Regions from separate parts of the Sus scrofa genome. Here region 2 is linked to region 1. A link is a contact called in public Hi-C data. All regions are on one chromosome and are shown on one strand. Each heading gives the region's core, a stretch centred on a gene start, on an enhancer-like site or on the middle of the called end of the contact. The rest is flanking DNA. Distances are from core to core; before and after follow the strand shown. Region 1 holds the start of NPL (N-acetylneuraminate pyruvate lyase (dihydrodipicolinate synthase)). Region 2 holds the start of DHX9 (ATP-dependent RNA helicase A).

Region 1 (2,893 bases), core at 285-2,784:
AATATGATAGTTCATAAGTATTATATTCTGTGGGTCAGAGTTAAGTGTAGTGAGCTTTGGGTTTTGAGATGCGCCCGTAGCCTCAGAACTATAACATACTCGCTCTTGTTCATTACCTGTAGACATCACTGTGTTTGCTCTAAGCCAACTATCTTTTGTATAACTGTAAGCCAGAATTGTCTGATTGTGTTTTTATTTTGTTTTGCTAATTATACTTTACATTTGTGTCTTCAAGTTTTTATGTCTTACAGCTCAAAAAAATAATAATGCTTCTGTAATTAGTTAAATGGCAAAGTTGGGGGTTGAACAAGGCAATCTGTTTGTAGAATCCAGGCTGTTAACAAGGATGCTTTATTGCTTCTCATTGCCTGTTTGAGATGAGTTCTTGGCTTCTTCTTTTTTTTTTTTTTTTTTTTTTTTTTTTTGGTCTTTTTAGGGCCACACTCGTGGCATATGGAAGATCCCAGGATAAGGTTGAATCAGAGCTGCTGCTGCCAGCCTACACCACAACCACAGCAATGCAGAATCTGAGCCTCGTCTGCGACCTATACCACAGCTTGTGGCAGTGCTGGATCCTTAGCCCACTGAGCGAGGCCAGAGATTGAACTCATGGATGCTAGTCGGGTTTGTTATCACTGAGCCACAGCGAGAACTCCCTTCTTGGCTTTTTTACGGTTATGGGTAGGTACACTCTCGGCCAGGTGGCGAGGGATCCCTTTGCCCCAGAGAGTGTGGCCAGGTTCACTGTCTTAGCAGTGATCTCACCATCTGCGGAAGTCCTCATCCAGCTACCATCTGAACACCTCATTTAATCACCCACATAGTCATCACTTTTTTACTGAACACAAGGTGTCCAGCAGAGCACTCGGTGCAGGGAAAGCAAAGGCAAATGCAGTCTGTTTCTGGCCCTGAGGGAGCTTGGTCTAAGGGTAAAAGAATATTTGTGATGTGGCTTACTAGAGCTGGGAAGAACTGAACAAAACTAGAATATGAAAGATCTTATTAGTGTTATTTAGATCACACTGAAGCCTTAAGACTTAAGAACTGGCTTTAGGGCAGATTCTCCCTTAATGGTATGAAGTTATGGAAAGAGATAAGAATATCCCTTTTCTCCCCCCCCCATATTTCAACCTGAGTAACAGTAATTTTTTATATACTCAACCTCTCTGAGTTAGGTTCATATTCTTTCCTGGGTCTGCTGCTGTTCACCCTTGCTCTTTGAGATTTCAGATTGCTACCATCCCCTACGTAGGTAAAATGGGAGCCCTTTCCAAGGCTGTTTTTCTAGAACAGTTCTCTCTTCTTGTCCCCACCTTTCCTGTCTTTAAAAAAAAAAAAGAGTTTCCTCCTCTCTAGTATGAAGCACTAATGTTTTACATTGTTCTCATTTGCTCTGGGTGTTTGTGTTCTTGTAAGCATTTTTCACAGTTCTAAGCTATGTAGGAATGGACTTTGCCCAGGAGTTTTATCATTAATGACAGTCCTTGAAAGAGAGAATTCCCTTGTATGTTTTCCAGACTTTGTCAGCAGCTCAATGGCCTCCCCGAAGAAGAAACTTCAAGGTCTCGTGGCCGCGACCATCACGCCGATGACTGAGCATGGGTAACTATGGCTTGGGACTAAAGGGCTCTCCCTCCACTGCAGAGGACGGTAGGTCTCTATAGCAGGTTGCTTCGACTTCGCGGCTCTGTGGCACCATTGCCAAGTGGCAGCTTCCGCCAGTCATCCCCCCCTCACTCTCTCTGGCCCCAAGTCAGAGAAGAGATCTCTGCCTCGCAAGCAGTGCAGAAAGAGACAAGGTAAGATATGGCGGCTCACCCTCCTCCCAGTGTCTAGCTCCACAAAGCAAATTCTCCTTGGATTTCATTGGAACCCTGGCCTTCCCACATAAGGCTGGTGGAGTTGGGTGAGGAGAGTCTCATTTTAGCAGGATTTGATGTCAATCTCTGGCCTCTAAACCCTGTCTCCAGACCATTCATAGACATGATGAAAATGTCCTACCCAGAGCAAAGTGGGGAAGGTGGCTGCCAGATGGACACCTTAAGGCATGTTTTACAGTCTCATTTCAACATGGGTTAGGAGTTCCCATTGTGGCTTGGCTGGTTAAGGACCCAGCATTGTCTCTGTGAGGATGCAGGTTCCATCCCTGGCCTCACTCAGTGTGTTAAGAATCTGGCATTGACGCAAACTCCACCATAGGTTGCAGGTGTGGTTTGGATCCAGCGTGGCTGTGGCTGTGCTATAGGCCAGCAGCTGAAGCTGCAAATAGACCCCTGGCCCAGGAACGTCCATATGTCACAAGTGTGGCCATAAAAAGGAAAAAAAAAATTGGTTAAATGTTGGGGAGCAGATGATTGTTGAGAAATCCTTACCCAAGCAGGCATTTTGCCCTCCAGATGAATATTATGGCCATCCTTTTGCTGGTACTCTCAGCTAGTGGTCACATGCCCTGGGTCTCCATCAGCAATAATAGAAGGCCTCCCAGGACATTGCCATTAACCAGGTGGGGAGTCCTCCACCTTCTGGATCTAAATGTTTTTGACCCATTAGAGGAGTCATTCTAACAAAGCAGCCAGAATTCTGTCTTCTTTAAGCTTCCTCTTTCTTCATCTATAAAATGTAATTTTAGTCGTACCTGCATCATGGAGTTATGAGTGTAAAAATGAGATAATCCATATAATAGTACTTAGCACAGGTCAGTATGTACTTAGGTCAATAAGTTTGAACTGTCCTGGTGGCATGAGGCAGCGGTCAAGAGGAGATGAGGTATTTAAGATATCTTTAAGTAAAGCTTTTATGCTTTTGATCTTCCATTGCTGAATTTGTAAACCCTAACCCTGTTCCTTTAAAGCAGATGAAATTTCTTTTTTTTTAGTATTTTCGTTCAAGGTTG
Region 2 (2,700 bases), core at 95-2,594, 44 kb after region 1:
ACCACAGCAGCAGTGCTGGATCCTTAACCTGCTGAACCACCAGGGAACTCATGGAGAATGTTTTGATGCTTCATCTGCAAATGTTAAGGGAGATCTTAGAAGGTACTAGTTGCCAAGGACAACCTACAAAGGTAAATGCCATTGCTGGCATCCAATCCCCTGGCAACTCAAGGTCCCAGATGCAAGGCCTAAATTAATAAACAACTCAGTAATAAAATTCTCTGTAATCTTTGGGAGCCAAAGATCGACCTCAGAAAATATTCTTTATACTTAATTTGTTGATGTTTTTGGTGTGTACATTATCTACTACAAAACATTTGCAATCCATTTATGTTAGTTGGGTTTCCCTTATCATGAAAACTTCCTGATTTAAGCATCCTGAGAGAGATAAGGAAACAAAGGATTAAGGTATTTCCCTGATGATTTTATTCCTAGTTGAAGAGAGCAAACATGGAGAAAATAAGTTAATGAGTAAATACGTTCCTCTGTTTAACTTAAATGTTTTAATCTGTGTTACTCTGGTTGTAGAAGAAACAGAGTTTTAAAGGGATTAATCACAGTGAGCTAGAAGAGTTAGGGGAAAAAAAGGGAAGAGGTGAAAAATAAGGATGTTAGGTACGATGGGGCCTGATACTTTACTGGTCTGGCTTCTCTGGAACAACCCCAGCTTGAAATATTTTGTATTGTTGCCTCCGTGAGAAGCACTGGAGTTCAAAAATTTAGCAGTGACTACTATAATAGTTAAGGATATAAATTACTCCGAAGACTATGAATACAAAAGGTTATCCAATTTGAGCAAAAAGAACTTTACAGTTTCTATTTATTAAACTAGTTATTACTGAGCACTTGATGTGCCAAGTACTTCATTTAGCGGCCTGAGCTGGCCAGGCAGGGTTCCCGCCTTCACCGAGCTTACTTCTATTTAGGGGATGTTAACCTTCGAGGAGCCGAATCACTACAATACCTACTGAACAACTATTGTGTGCTGGGTACTGCCCTAAGCCGCCTTCGCAAGCCATCTCATTTATTTTATTCTATTTTTTAAGCCATCTCATTTAATCACCAACAACCCTATAAAGCTACCACCTAGGATTTCCAGTTGTGTCTTTGTGGGGCACCTCATCTACCACAGGTCCCTATGACAGAAGGTGCAAAACATTCTCCAAAAACATGCGGCAGGCCCCTCCTGAGGAGGCCTCGCGCCAAAGGAGGAAGCTCCGCCCCGGCGCCGCTCTAGGGCGCGGCGGATCTCCCAGGCGACTGGACGCTGCCCGTCGCGTGGTTGCGGCAGCTCCGCCCCTCTTCCGGGCGCCCTTGGCCCCACGCTCCCCTTCTGCGCATGCGTAGCACACTGACTCCGCCTCCACAGCGTAGCGGTCGGAGCCATTTCGCCGCCGCCTCGGTGCGAGTGGTGGTGCGCTCGTCTGGTCTCCGTCGCTAAGGCCCGAGCCAGGGACGTTCCTGAGAGAGCTGTGCTCTCGGGCACAAAGAATCGGACTCCGGTAAGGGGAAGACGTCTTTGTTACCGGTTGGGACGGCGTAGGCCCCGGGGTTCTGCAGCGGGTCTTTGTTGCCTGGAGCTGGCGGCGGTGGCGGGTGGGGGAGGGGAGAGCCGCCTCGCTGGGTTCCCGGATTGCGGGTTGCGTGCTGCTTGCGACGCCGCTCCGCGCTTGCGCTGCCTGAGGCCGCCATTTGGCCCCCAGTTATTCGCGGAGGCAGGCCTAGTTTCGTCTCCGGAGCGGCCAAACCCCACTTCCTCTTCCAGCCTGCGCTTGGCGGTGGCGCTGTCGCCGTAGAGTGAAAGGGACTGAATCGGCCCGGGGTGGGGGGAGCTAAGCCCGCCAAACCGCCGCCCACGCTTAGGGCCCTTCGTTCGTCCACGCAGGCCTGCGTGCCGAAAATAGCGGGTGGTACCCTGCGGCCTCTGCGGATAGAGCAGAAAACAGGCTAGGCACAGTCCTTGCTCTTTTCTCTCAGAGGTTGGGGTCGTGGTGGGGGTGGGGAGCCGTGTGGAAACAAGTGCTGGTTTCGGTAAAAAAGCTCTTGGAGGATTTAGTGTAAAGGAAGGGCGCCATTTCCGGAAGGGTGGCGCGAGGGAAGGCTTTTCGGAGGAGGCAGACATTTGAGCCGACGTCTCGCCCAAAGGGTGGAGATTATCGACTACTAAGATGTGGAAGAAAAGCAGAACTCCCCAGGCGGAGGGGGATTAGTTAGTGTTTACTGGCAGGGATTAGAAAGAAACTGAAAGAAGGCCACGTGACTGGAATGTGGTGAGAAGAATTTAAAAGAAGATTGGATTTTAGCGTGGTTACAAAGGAAATGGGAATTATTTAGGACCTTGTTGCTGAACTCCAGCTGTTGCAGTAGTGGGAGAGGGGAGGGAAGCGAACAGATTGGAATCATGTTTGGAGGCGAAAGTGAGCCTTAGGTCAAGAGTAGATCAGGACTACCTGGGTTGGAATTTTGGGTCCCCCAATTAGAAGCTCTGTCTGTTGAGGCAAATTATTCTTTCTCTCAGTTTACTTACCTGTAATAATGCTTAGCTATACAGTGTCGTGTATGGGTTAAGTGAAGTAGTTGCTGCAATGCTCCTTAACGGATACTGATTGGTACATAATAAAGACTGCAACGGATGGTTATGGAGGATGTTGAGGGACTGGATAAGTCCCAAATGGGTGATAGGAGTAATTTGGTGGATGG

The links. Hi-C and Micro-C count contacts between places; a contact is called where the count stands out from the background.
Region 2: a Hi-C map of liver shows a contact between it and region 1, with 1.8 times the contacts expected there. The contact joins the promoter of DHX9 here to the promoter of NPL in region 1. A contact is called at or near these places in 1 of 5 promoter capture datasets (fetal liver), 4 of 47 Hi-C or Micro-C datasets (alveolar macrophages, blood and liver) and 1 of 2 datasets of contacts at active chromatin or transcription factors (alveolar macrophages).

Annotation. Positions count from the first base shown.
Region 1 is chr9:124,096,561-124,099,453 of Sscrofa11.1, forward strand. It overlaps NPL (N-acetylneuraminate pyruvate lyase (dihydrodipicolinate synthase)), which reads left to right and starts at 1,535. Exons shown (of 11, transcript NM_214071.1): 1 at 1,535-1,602. The coding sequence starts at 1,535.
Region 2 is chr9:124,140,585-124,143,284 of Sscrofa11.1, forward strand. It overlaps DHX9 (ATP-dependent RNA helicase A), which reads left to right and starts at 1,345. Exons shown (of 28, transcript XM_021063778.1): 1 at 1,345-1,502.